Linked DNA regions of Mus musculus: region 2 is linked to region 1. The links are chromatin contacts, called in public HiChIP or PLAC-seq maps. All regions are on one chromosome and are shown on one strand. Each heading gives the region's core, a stretch centred on a gene start, on an enhancer-like site or on the middle of the called end of the contact. The rest is flanking DNA. Distances are from core to core; before and after follow the strand shown. Region 1 overlaps Sez6l (seizure related 6 homolog like). Region 2 overlaps Myo18b (myosin XVIIIb).

Region 1 (6,530 bases), core at 1,789-4,288:
TGTCCTGCCGATGCAACCTGGAGCCATATGCCATGTGTGACTCAGCTGCCTCCTGCTCTCTGTGTGTCAGCTGAAGCATGCTTGTTGGGAACTGACTTGACCATTGTTAGCATCCCTGAGGCCAGAAGTAGTTCCTATTTCAGTTTGTTCAAATCCAGGACTATTTACACACAAGCACGGTGAGCTGCCTTGGGGGTGGAGCAGAGGCCGAAAACAAACTCTTCCATTTCGTAGGCGCCCTACACGCTCAGCCTGAAGCTATTCCCATACAGCATTTTCAATAATGCTGTTCACGAAACCAACTTTTGTGGCATGAAGTTTCCCATCCGTGGTGTGATGCAGGACATTTTGGATTCCCAGATATGGGATGATCAGCCTGCAGTATAAATGGTCCACAAGATGTCATTTAGACTAGGTGGCCTTGCATAATGCATCAAATCTGACTGTCTACACCGTAAGTGTGCTCTTGAAGAAATGTTTCTTGGGGTGCCTGTGTGTCAGGTCTGTGATCGCAGAACAGGTTCCAGAGAGATGTTGACAAGTTGAAGAGATGTGAGCTATGCCTTTAAGTGAGCTACCTATCTTAAGGGGAAAGCAGGGTACAGAGAAGAGTGCACAGGAGAGAGCTCCCCAATTTTGTGTCTGGTGTCCTTGGTGGAGTTGAGAATTAAGGGGAGGGACTAAATCCCAAGAGAGAAAAATCCTATGCAAGGGACAGAACTCCAAAGCCACCCCCTGTTTTAAAAGAGTGCTTGTTTGTTTGTTTGATTGGTTGATTTTTTTATGTATGTGAGTACACTGTCCCTCTCTTCAGACACACGAGAAGAGGGCATCGGATCCCATTACAGATGGCTGTGAGCCACCATGTGGGTGCCACGAATTGAACTCAGGACCTCTGGAAGAGCAATCAGTGCTCTTAAACGCTGAGCCATCTCTCCAACCCCGCCCCTCCCTTTAAGATGGAGAAAATAGGTACACAGACATTATAAATCAACTAGGCACTTTAAATCACAGACATTATAAATCAAAATGCCCTTGATGCCCCTGACCTAGAGCCCTGACTGCTCTAAGGGTGGCTTAGCTCCCAGTAATCTGCACTGTGACAGTGTGAGGTTGGCCCTGAAATAACAAAATTCTACTCAAAAGGCAACTCCTTCTGAGTTACAGGAAGACCTCATGTCTTCATAATGTTGAAAACTCGTTGTAATAAGAGCCGAGGTTGTAAGTCAGGAGCCCTCTGTATTAGAGGGGAGGTGAGGAGATACAGGAATGGGTGAGACTTGGGGTAACTGAAGCCCCTGAGATCCAGCATATCAGTGGTCATGCTGAGACAGATCTCTATAGTGAGAAATATCAAAAACAAATTGCCATGTTACCGCGCTCCATCCAGCTCCTCTGTGCCTGCCGACTCTGGGGCGTCTGGAGCTCCCAAGTTACCTTCGCTGCCACGCCAGCCCCACCCCGCAGTCAGCCGCCACAACACCCAGCAACCAGGTAGAAACAAAACTCTAGAAGTTTATAATTAACAAGTCAGATTTATATATCAATAAACTCTTAATTCACAAATGCCCACACAATAATTTCAGGGCCATTTGATAATGGTACTAGCTGCCCACCTAGATTAGACAAGTTATCTCAATTATTGTATCCTTTATGATGCCATACCTACCTGTGGCTGTTTAAAGCCACACTGGTCCATCCGCCTCCATCTTGGCTCCTCCCCCTCCCTGTTCTGCTGCTCTAGGTCCTTTCTTCTTTTAGCTCCGCCTCCCTTTTTCCCTGTCCAATCGCAGGCCACCTGCTGCACTAATATTATAATGTAATTGGACAGGGAAAAATCCTGCAGCAGATTTCCAGAACCTTCTAGAGAAAGATAGGAAGTTGAGCAGAGAGTGCGCTGAAGGGGTGGGGCTTGGCGGTAGTGTTGGAAGCCTGGTGGCACGAGGGAAGGAAGTGGGTAAAGAGGCCTTATAGTGAGACCTAAGGCTGGTCTCACCACAGCTGCTGACAGGGATGAGCGGTCCCACGCTCTTGCCTGGGTGTGATGTGAGGGAACCAGAACTGGTCTGGAGAGGCCAGAGGACTAGCTTGCAGAGGACCAGTTGGAGCAGGACGTGAGGATATACATGGTCATATATACTGACGTCTACACCCTGCCCCTGACACATTCAGAGCATTCTAGAGCTGATGGACTCAAGGGAACATCATTAGACCCTAAGCACGTGCTCCGTACCCTGAACCCTCCTCCTCCTCCTCCTTCTCCTCGCTCCCCCAGTGCCAAGCACCACAGGAATCCAAACATGACCGCATCTCTTACAGTCTCCCAGCCAACCTTCCTTGCTCCCTCACACCACGGCCCATCCTCTCTCTGCTTCTCCCTCTTCGAGTTCCTGGTGAATTCGGCAGACACCTGCTACAGGGAAGCATTATCACAGTCGATGGAGAAGACCCCAGCAGGCAGATGGCACCACCCCATTGCTCAGAATTCCCGGCTTTCCCGGGACCCAGGATGACGAGCACTAGTACCTTTGTTTTCCGGATGGAGGGAGAGAGGAGATGAGGGACAGAGGGACAAAGGGACGCTGCCTCCCAAGTTAGGTGGCATAGCAGGTGTTCAGCTTGTCCCTGGAGAGAATACCCGCATCAGGTGCATCTCATTAACACACACACCCTGCAACACACACTCTGTCCCGCATGGCTGTTATATTTGGTTTTCCATGTGTGTCCTCCTAAGAGCAGGGGCGATGTCACACGGTACCAAGGAGCGGCTGGGGCGGGGGGTGGGGGGTGGGGGAGGGAGGAAGTGGGTAGACATTCTTTCACAGACGGGCTGGTGGGTGAATGGGGTTGATTGACAGCTCCCGAACTGAGTGCTGAGTGTGCGTGTGCGTGATAAAGGAAGAATCAGCCATGTGTAACTGAGATTTCTAAGTGCTCTGAAAAAGAAGAATGCGTTTAACTCAGTGGTCCCCAGGGCCTGGGGAAAAGCCCATTAGAGCGAGTTATTAACTCGCCGCATTTCTGAAGCCCAGGATCCAATCTGACTGAGTGCGGTGGGACTTGGCTCCGCGTGGCGCTCAGACGGCTGGCGTTTGAGCTGAGTTTGGGCTGAGTGAACTGCAGGCTGCAGGCACAACTCATCAGCCTTGAAGTTAGCCCAGAGTTCAGAGCTAGCCAGCAAGATTTGCTTTGTGTGCAGGGGAGGACATTTCAGTACAAGATCAGAAAGTCCTTGCATGGGCAAAGTTAGCAGCCAGAATTACCTCTTAGGGGCTGGCACCTGGGGCCCCAGAGGGTGGGTGAGATGTGGATGAGTCATGGAGTACATCATTACATGTATGTTCCCTTCTGCTCTTGTAGGGGTAAGGAAGTTTTATCACTGCACATGGTAGACTCCCCCACCATACACACACACTCATACACAAGCATGCACACATACACACACACATGCACACACCACACACACACATACACACATGCATACACACACATGCACACACCACACATGCACACACACACTCACACATGCACACATACCACACATAAAAACACACATAAACACACACCATACACATGTATGTGCATGCACACACAACGCACACATACACATGCATACTCACATGCACAGTCACACACATGCACCATATACGCACATATGCACGCACACACTCACACACATGCATGCACTCACATACACACACACACACACACACACCTGCAGCTAGGAGGCAAAACTGAAGAGAAGCACAGGAAAAGGAGAGAAGGCAGTTCTCTGATCCTTCCCGATGCACAGACTTCCGGCAGCAGATCACTCACCCAGTTAGAACGGGGACCCTCAAAACAGATGAATTTAAAGCAACAACAAATGCTGGCATGGGGGTGGAAATGAAGCACTCACACCCTGCTGTGCATAGATATTTGTGGCCATTACAAAGAGGGTTTGCAGAGTCTTCAAAATATGAAGGCTACAAATATGTCTGGCAACCCCAGTCCTGGCCAGTCCTTAAAGGAAATCATTGCAATGTGCACTAACATGCAAGTACACAGAGAGAAATACACATATGCACATACCTGCACTAACATGCATGTGCACAGAGAGAGACACACATATGCACATAAGTGCAATAACATGCATGTGCACAGAGACACTCATATACACACAAGTGCACCAACATGCATTTACACAGAGACACATGTGTAGAATTAAAAATAAAATATATTTTTTTCAAAAGAGAAAGAATCCAAAAATTCCCAGTACATGGAAACGATTGTTGTTTGTGCTGGAATGTAGCTTCCTCAGTAATGTGCTCTCCTAGCATGCTCAAAGTCCCAGGCTCAATGCTTAGTGCTGCATAGTGTGGCCACCCTTGGGAGGTGGAGGCCAGAGAAGCAGGAGTTCACGTCACCCCAGCTGTATGAGAAGACAGAAGCACTAGGTGCCCTGGCTTCATCACTGTACATGGAAGCAAGTTTTCACACCATGCCCACTCCTCTGATTTCCTTCCTGTTGCTGTGATGAAAACACAATGACACAACAGAACACTTAGAGGATGAAGGGTTTGTTGGAGGGCAGAGGGATCAGGATTCCACAGTCCATAGCTCCAGGAAGTTGCCATGGCAGTGACCTCACAGCCAAGAACTGAGAGACATGAAGGCATACTGTGCACGCACTTGCCTTTGCTCAAATCAATGTCTCCTCTATTACACAGGTCAGGTCCTCCTGCCTAGGGAATTGTGCTGCCCACAATGGGCTGTGTCTTCCCACATCAATTACTTCACTGAAGACAATTCCTCTGATGTGTCAATAGGACAGCCCAGTGTAGACAGTCTTCACTGGGTCTCTTTGCCCAGTGGATTCTGGGTTGTTTCAAATTCTGCATTAAGGTTGACTGTCACTGCCATAAACACTCACAAACGATACATATGTGAGATGGTTTTCACTCCCCAGCAGAGTTTTTTAATCCTCAGATTCCCAAGATGGACTCCTGTAATCTCAGATTTGGTGGGTGTGAATTTGGGATAGAGGATAAGATTATCTTGGGGAAAGTTTAAAAAGAGGTTTAACTCCCAGAAGACAACAGAGAGTGTGAGGGGAAAATGCCAAGTGATGTGGCACCCAGTGGTTCCTTAAGGGGCTCAGAGGCAGGAGATTTGCCTGGAATCTGAGCAAGGCTGAAGGACAAGCAGTAAGTATCTTGCTCTGTGAGTCCAGATAAACCTAGGACTGACCCTGGCTTTGCTGGGTGGCCTTTGAAAGCACCTCGTGTCCCCAACCTCTGTCTGTTTCTCTAAGGAATATGAATATAATTTCCTCCCTAGTGAAGCCAACAAAGAGTGACAGATGATTGTGTTTGCCTGTCCTGTCATCATCAAGGTCCAACGTAGCAAAACAAGAGGCCTGACCTGTAACTGTCACTGTGGTCAAGGGGTGATGCCTTGCTCCCTGTCCCTGATATGGTGCCATTCGTCCTCCCAACCATACTTACAGGTGCTCCCCTCCTCCTTTTACCCCTCCTCCTCCCCCTCATCCCTCCTTCTACTGTCCCTTCTTCTTCCCTTCCTCCTCCTGTCCCTCCTTCTTCCCCTCTTCCTTCCTCTCCTCCTTCTTCCTTCCCCTCCTCCTCCCCTCCTCCTCCCCATCCTTCCCTTGTCTTCCTCTTCTCCCCCTCCCCCTCCTCTTCCCCCTCCTCCTCCTCTCCTTCATCCTCATCCTCTTCTCCCTCCTTATACCTCCTCCTCCTCCTCACACCTCCTCCTCTCCAACTCCTTCCCCTTCTGCTCCTACCCCCTCCCCTCTCTCCTGTGATTAGAAGGATGGCGTATGTTTATGGGGTATGTTTATGGTTAGTGGAGCCGGCCACAGCACCCAGCAGCTCACCAGTCAGGGCAGCCATTCATCAGCCACCTTGCCTGACTCTGCAGAGTCATCAAGACCAACCATCGCTCATGCTGCTCATGTGGTACAGGAGCTGGCAGCCCTGACGTCATCCTGTCTGGCTGCATGTTTGACCTGTAGGGAGAGGCAAGGAGACAAAGCATTTACACCACTGGGCTGTGGCCCACCGAGAAGCTCAGGGTCCCAACCCTGACTGCAGCCAAGCTCATTACCTCCAACACCAGACCGGGTACCCTGACCTGTCTGTCACCTCCTCTTCACAAGCCTCAAGTCCACCATCTACAAAGACAGCCATCATCAATCACAAGATAAAAGCCCCGGAGAGTGCCAGACCACAGACTTTTGAGCAAACCAGCATCTCCAATCTTTTGGGGCAAATGGAAGATTTCATTCTTTATGCAGGGAGCCAAGCTGTTGGACGGTGGACAATGCAGCTCCTCTCTCCCCCAGAGTGTGTGACTGCAGCTAACAGGCCTTGAACCCACATCTGTGAAAACTCAGCACTGGGCCAGGAACCTTTGTGTGACTCCTAGACGACCTTGGTCTTATCACTTACACCCACCCCTCCTCCTTGATTTCCACCCACTGCTGCCCTGGAAAAAAAATGCTGGCTGATGGTTAGCACCACCCAGCA
Region 2 (6,687 bases), core at 349-2,848, 340 kb before region 1:
TATGCACATGCACACAGACACACACACACATATAGATACACACACACATACAGATACACATATATGTATACACACAGATACACACACATACAGATACACACACACACACACACACACACACACAATCTATCTCAATTCTTTCCCCCTGCCTTCCTGTTTCCAGTCCTGCTCTAACCCGTGAAGCCTCACCTCACCCCTCACACCCTCCTGTCCCCAGTGGAGCTACCAATGAAGGATGGTTGTGGGTTCAGTGGTTAGAGATGCCTGGTGCATTCATGGTGCAGGTTCGAGAAGCAAGTACACTCAGTCACTTTGGCAAATGGGTCCTTTGAAGATGATGCAAGTATCGGGCCCTTAGAAATGAATTCCACAGGTGTTAATGGGCTTGTTCCTTGAAATCCAGATTCTAAATTCCAGGGGAGGGTTGTTCGGAGCATATGGGTCTTGGGGTCAGTCAGATATGCATTGACTTCAGCTCTCACACCGGCAAGTGACTTTCAATCTGCCTCAGTCTTTTCACCTTTAAAGTGGGAGCAGCAGCAGCGGCTGCCTCCATCAGGACTCTGATGATAAGATACTGTAAAATAGCTGATGTGCCGTGCACAGGTCCTGGCACACAGGAGGGGCTTTCACATGTGTTATCTGCCTCCACCAACTACAGTGGCAATGATTGAAGCATCTTTCAAGGTCAAGGTAAAGGGTGGTTGGTCCATAGTCTTCACAGCCAAAGTGCACCATCACTTCTGCACTCCCTCGTATGAGTGTGTGTGTGTCTGTGTACATGCATGCATGTGTGTGTGTGCATGCATGCATGTGTGTGTGTGTGTGTGTCTGTGTGCGTGTGTGTCTGTGTGTGTGTGCATACACATGCCCAAGTGTACTTGGAGTTCTTCACACTGCCATCCCCAATGAACCGTGAGGTTGCAGGGGTGAATGGCATCACAGTCTTAGGTCCCTTGGTTTCTGTCCAGGGCACAGGTTGGCTCCAGCAGACAGACAGCTCCTTCTGTGGGGTCTCTCCCCTCGGTGTGAGAGTAAGCTGCCCTCTCTATGTTTGGCAGCTCACTTTGGAAGCCCTACAGTTTGCTTTGGTTCCAACCCAATCAGCTTCCGGGGTCCTTTCTTCTTGGTCCATGCATGCTTGATCGCCATACAGAAGGTCCACAGTGCTGGAGACTATGTGGCTCCTGCCCAGTTGGGAGCAGAGCAGACTTGGGATGTGAGGGAGCTTCCTACAGGGGTGACGGGCGCAGTACACAGCAGCATTTAGACTTTGGACTCGTCAGCAGGATTCTGCAGCAGCTAAGCCAAATCCACCTCTATCCACACACATTCCAGGCCCTAGAGAATGGAAAATTACCAGTGCAATGGACTTGCTTGGGAGAATTTTTTTTCCTTCTTATTCTTTCTTCCTATTTGTTCACAAATTTCATTTGCTGGGGCATAGAATTTCAGTAGCAAAGAAAGAAAAAAACATCATCCTGCCTCTTATGAAAAAGCTAATAAATATTCATTTGTCAGGCACCGTGATGGGCCATGAATTATACATGAGTGTGTACTCGTGGGCAAGCCGGCAGGCTCTGCACACAGAGTGGTTAAGACCTTGGAATCCAGTGAGACAAATCTGACAGCTAAGAAAGGTCAATGTCACCCTCAGACACTAGACGGCAGCAGACGGGATTCTTGTCGGGGTGGAAAATGGACCCTAGCAAAGTCCCCTTTGCACCTGACATGTGGTATCTTCGCATGCTGGGCTGGTTCCACCGAGAGGCACCCTGCCTGGGTACTGGGCACCCTCACGTTCACATCACAAAATAGTTTCCTGGTGTTGGGGTGCACGCTTGAGATCCCAATACTAAGGGGGTAGGAGCAGAAGGATCAGAAGTTTACATTCACCAAGGCACAAGGTGAGTTTCCAGTCTCCAGGACAAAGCCTTTCTTTTCTCTTCAGAAGCAGCTGGAGCAGGACGATAGAGCCAGGCAGAAATAGAGGCGGGATTCAAACCCACACTCTCATCTGGGTCCTTACACAGAACACTAACAATAATTATTATGGGCAGAGAGATGGTCTATCAGTTAAGAGCACTTGCTGTAATTGCAGGTGACCCAGGTTCACCCGCATATGGCGACTCACCCCCTCCCTCCCCGCACTGTTCCCTCACCCGTGTAAGTTACTCGAGTAAGCTCCAGGGAAGACAATACTTTCTTTGGCTTCCATCACACCTGTCTATACTGTATTCAGTTCTTTACGCACTGGAGAGGGAGCTGTCCACACTTGCGGTGCTGAAACTTGCTCTCTGGACGTTAATCCCAGCACCTTTCCCTGCGCACTTGCTGGGTCCCTGCCTCTGGATAGCTCTTTGCTTCACTACATACTCTTTCTCCATCACACTAGCCCACGCCATTACGCGTGCAGGGTGTTTGCTGATGCGCCTCTTTGCTGCCTGATGCTTACAGTCAGGACCCTGAGGGTTAAATGAAGCCTTCTGTCTTTAACTGTGATGTGGTCCATGTGTGAGGAAGGGATTCATGAGTTCAAGGTGAAGGCTTTGACTTCAACCTGCAGATGTCTGAACAAGCTCAATGCAGTCACCCAGTTCAGCCCTGGGTTTTTCTCAAGCTCTTGTGGCCCCATGTGAGACACCACTCTTTATTCTTCCTGGCTACATCCTGCTCCAACATCCTAGACACAGGAAGCCCTGTGACAGAACTCTGGGGCAGGATTTTTACATCTAATTGATCTATCAATTATTAAGAGACAGATGTTAACGCCCTTGGCCACTCATATTGAGCTGTCTTACTTTTTCTAATTCTCTCCCTGTTCTGCTTTGCACGCCTTGAGGCTCTCTGCCTAGGCTCTAAGAATCTACCTGGCTGGCTGGCAGGTTAACGCTTTCATCACCGGACACGTCCCTCGTCATTTGTAGCAGCGGCTTTGGTTTAAGTCCAGTTAGTTGTCTTTGTGTCAGAGTGATGGTATGTTTCTTAAATTCGCAGTCTGAAGAGTGTTGCTTGTATTTGTTCTGCCCCCTCAACTGGGCTCCAGACTGAATCAAAAGAAAGCTTTTGTTCCACAGACCCACCTCCTCCTGACGCCTTGGTGCCATTGTTATAGGTAGATGCCATAAACCCATTAATACAGCTCAATATTTTAAACTTAATCTTATGTCTTTTTAATTCACTTAAGATATATTTTCATATTTTAGCTTTTGAGACAGTCTCGCCATATAGACCTCATTATCCTGGAACTTGCTCGTAGACCAGGTTAACCTCTAACCCAGAAATCCTCCTGCTTCTGCCTCCTGAGTTCTGAGGCTAAAGGCATGCACCATGACACAAGGCTTCAGACTGTTTTCTAATTGTTTCCTGTAAATGCGTTCTGCTATTCTCCAGTCTTTAAAGGTTTGAGTCAACATTTCCTTCAGCCTCAAATCTGAATACAAGATCTGGTAGCACTGACTTTCCCAGCCTGTGTGTGCATGGGTGGAGCTTGTTTTGGGAGGATTAGAAGCACAGCTCTGTAAGGTATTGATTGACAAAGGGTTTTCCCCTCTCAGCATCTTTACCGTGCAGTTACACTGACTTCTGGGCTTCATTACTCAGGGTCGTGTTTGCTTTCTATGGCTGTGACAAACACCATGGATTAAAGGAACATAGAGACACAAAGGGTTACTTCATCTTCCAGGTGACTGTCCGTCACAAGGCAGATCGAGTGAGGACTCAAGCAAGAACTTAAAGAGACGCCTCAGAGGAACTCTGCGTGCTTCTCCATGTTTTTTTCTTTCTCCCTCCTCTCTTATACAGCCCAGGACCACCTTTCTAGGGAATGGTGATACCCACTGTGGGCTGAGCCCTCTCCCATCAATGAACGATCCAGGAAGACATGACTGCAGGCTAGTGTGACCCAGGGGATCTCTCCTCTGTGGTTCTTTCTTTCCAAGTGACCCTGGATGTGTGTGTCAAACCAGCCAGTCACTGTTAGGCTCATGGCTTCTCTCTTGCATGGTCAAGATTTTCTGCCATTTGGAGTTTACTTTTCTTGCTGCCACAAGCTCTGCTCTGACTTCCTTGGTTCCTCACCTTCCAATGAACTCACTGAACTCCTGGGAGCTCCAGGAAGCTTTTATTTTTAGGAAGGAACACAATTTGGGGAAGTTTTAAGCTGTGAGGCTCCATTCTGTTTTCTCCCTGTCCTTCGATGCTCTATCATGCAGATGCAGCTCTGTTCTGTTGCCAGGCGTGACTAATTCTTTATTCCCACCTTTCTGTGTTATTCAATTCAGGCAATCCCTTGGATACCACTCCCAACTCACCAACTCACCTGTGGTGAAGTTGTAGGTCCAGCGGTTTGATTTCACAAATGAAGAATTTCCACTCTTAGTTTTGCAGTCCTTTTTAATCTTCACATCTCTTTTTTGGTATTTTTACATTTGATGCTTATTAACACATCCTTCTTTTGGTGTTGTGGAATCAAACCCAGGACCCGGTACATCTCATCAGAGGGTCTGCCGTGGAGACGCCTAGAGCCTGTTCTGTCTCTTTACTCATTGAGCGACACTTTCTTCAGGTCTCTGAACAAATCTACAGTGAGTACTTGTAAATCTGTGATCGGTGGGCTAAGAGTCCACATTCTGAAAGTTCCTTCCCCTGATACAAGTAATAATATCTGAGAGAGAGAGAGACAGAGAGAGAGACAGAGAGAGACAGAGACAGAGAGAGACAGAGACAGAGAGAGAGAGACAGAGAGAGACAGAGACACACAGAGACACACAGACAGACACACACAGAGAGAGACAGAGAGACAGAGACAGAGAGAGAGACAGAGACACACAGAGACAGACAGACAGACAGATAGACAGACAGACACAGAGAGAGAGAGAGAACTTCTATTGAAAACTGAGCATCTTAGACAATGACCTTTAGGCATGGGTCTTTCTTAACCATCTGGTGACTTGATTCACCAAGCACAAGCCCCCTGGTGTCACTGCCTAACTTTTAAAGCCTTTGGTTTTGTTGTTCTGGGTAGTATTTCTATTTTACTGATGAGTCTTGGCTCAATATGGAATGCTGTCTACACCTGAGCCGCCATACACTGAGTTCCAGTGTCTGGCTCTGTCCCTTGTCTCTCTGTGACCATGCCCATGGCTTGTCTTTAGCATGAAGCAGATATGAAAGGTACCTCCAGCCCACTGGCTGTTCCACTGCCTACAACGTGTGAGGTTTGTGGTTATAGGCGCCACGGCTCACCTCAGTCAGAGCCACCGCCTTAACTGTGACTGATTCTCTGCGGCTGCTGCTGAGCTCTCACTGCTTCTGACAGGCCTGGGGTATAGCTTAGCCATGCCTTGCTCTGTAGACATGAGACTGTCCTAGCTGAGAAGGGGCTGCGTTCTTGGTGTGACTCGCCTGGTGGCCCCACTGCCGAGTCAGAGCTGGGTAGGATTTGGGGAGCAGAGATAAGAGCCTGCAGTCAAAATGGCTGCCAGCCCCCACTGCTCTGACCCAGGCTTCAGCAGGGCTCCCAGGAGTCGCTGATTCCCATCTTGCTGAATCGTTTTGTTGAGTTCGTCAAGAGTCGAATTTGCTCTGTTATGAAACCGTAGCCGTTGTTATGATGGTTGTGCAGAACAGAGAGGGGTGGGGAAGCTCCTTGAGCCACCATTTTGGAAACCTCTCTCTTGCAGGCCACTCCTATGACCTCTGCAAGTCCCCTTCCTTAAACCAGGTGTATGACCCCATGCACTGAGGCCCAGAGGCAGGAGCTGCTTGCCCAGGGCCACACAGCCAGTGAGTGGAGGATCCCTGTCTGGGTGCCAGTGTCAGAGGGTGGAGACCAGATCCATGAGCTGATTCCTGGACCCTCTAGCCTCCTCTCCTGGACCATGATCCTTCTCACCACATTGGGTCTCAGCTGCTTCTCTGGTAAAGGAGAACAATATATTTATTTATATATTTTATAATATATAATTTATGGCAGAGGCTTTGATGCACAAACCATTGGGAAAAAGACTTGGGATTAAAAGGCAGGCTGAAAATGGTCCTTCCCTTTTTTTTTTTTTTTTTTTTTTGGTTTTTTGAGACAGGGTTTCTCTGTATAGCCCTGGCTGTCCTGGAACTCACTTTGTAGACCAGGCTGGCCTCGAACTCAGAAATCCACCTGCCTCTGCCTCCTGAGTGCTGGGATTAAAGGTGCGCACCACCACAACCAGCTTTGTCCTTCCCTTTTTAAAGACAAGGTCTTTCTATGTAGCCCTAGCTGCCAAAACTCACTATGTAGACCAGGCACTCTCTGTTTAGAACAACCTGGCCTCCAACACATAGAGACTCACCTTCTCTGCCTCCTACATGCTGGGGCTAAAGGCATGTGCTACCATGCCTGAGGAAGCTGTGTTTCTTAGGAGTAAAGTGACCGGTATTTTTCTCACAGACCATCATTCCTTACTAAGATATGAGCCTCGTATGTCTGTGGAAGAGCTGATATGACAAGGAGACTATTCCACACAGCGACCTGGATCCCCGCCACATTTTTTTTTAAATAACAGGCTGTTGGACAATGATTGCATTGTGTTGAACCAAATTGAATAATTGATATCGGCTTAAACAAAGAGCACTTCCATATGGTTCCATCTCGTGTTAATATTAATGAGGATAACAAAACAGCAATTAAATAATTAAATGCAAAGTCAT

The links. HiChIP or PLAC-seq counts read pairs in DNA pulled down with a chosen protein or histone mark.
Region 2: an H3K4me3 HiChIP or PLAC-seq map of embryonic basal ganglia shows a contact between it and region 1, with 5 times the contacts expected there. The contact joins two enhancer-like sites. A contact is called at or near these places in 1 of 115 datasets of contacts at active chromatin or transcription factors (embryonic basal ganglia) and 1 of 9 other capture datasets (embryonic stem cells).

Annotation. Positions count from the first base shown.
Region 1 is chr5:112,478,564-112,485,093 of GRCm38.p6, reverse strand. The region is part of intron 1 of Sez6l (seizure related 6 homolog like); the gene reads left to right. Gm42160 (a long non-coding RNA gene) reads right to left here. Exons shown (of 3, transcript XR_880595.2): 2 at 6,109-6,175; 3 at 5,884-6,010. Among named protein-coding and RNA genes, the nearest start is that of Gm42160, 4.9 kb to the right of the region's middle. Within about 2 kb of position 3,038, at least 21 of the 459 cell types and tissues checked have an H3K27ac peak or open chromatin away from gene starts, as enhancers often do. A contact at or near this core is called in embryonic basal ganglia, where this site is marked.
Region 2 is chr5:112,820,157-112,826,843 of GRCm38.p6, reverse strand. The region is part of intron 21 of Myo18b (myosin XVIIIb); the gene reads left to right. Among named protein-coding and RNA genes, the nearest start is that of 1700095B10Rik, 30 kb to the right of the region's middle. Within about 2 kb of position 1,598, at least 28 of the 459 cell types and tissues checked have an H3K27ac peak or open chromatin away from gene starts, as enhancers often do. A contact at or near this core is called in embryonic basal ganglia, where this site is marked.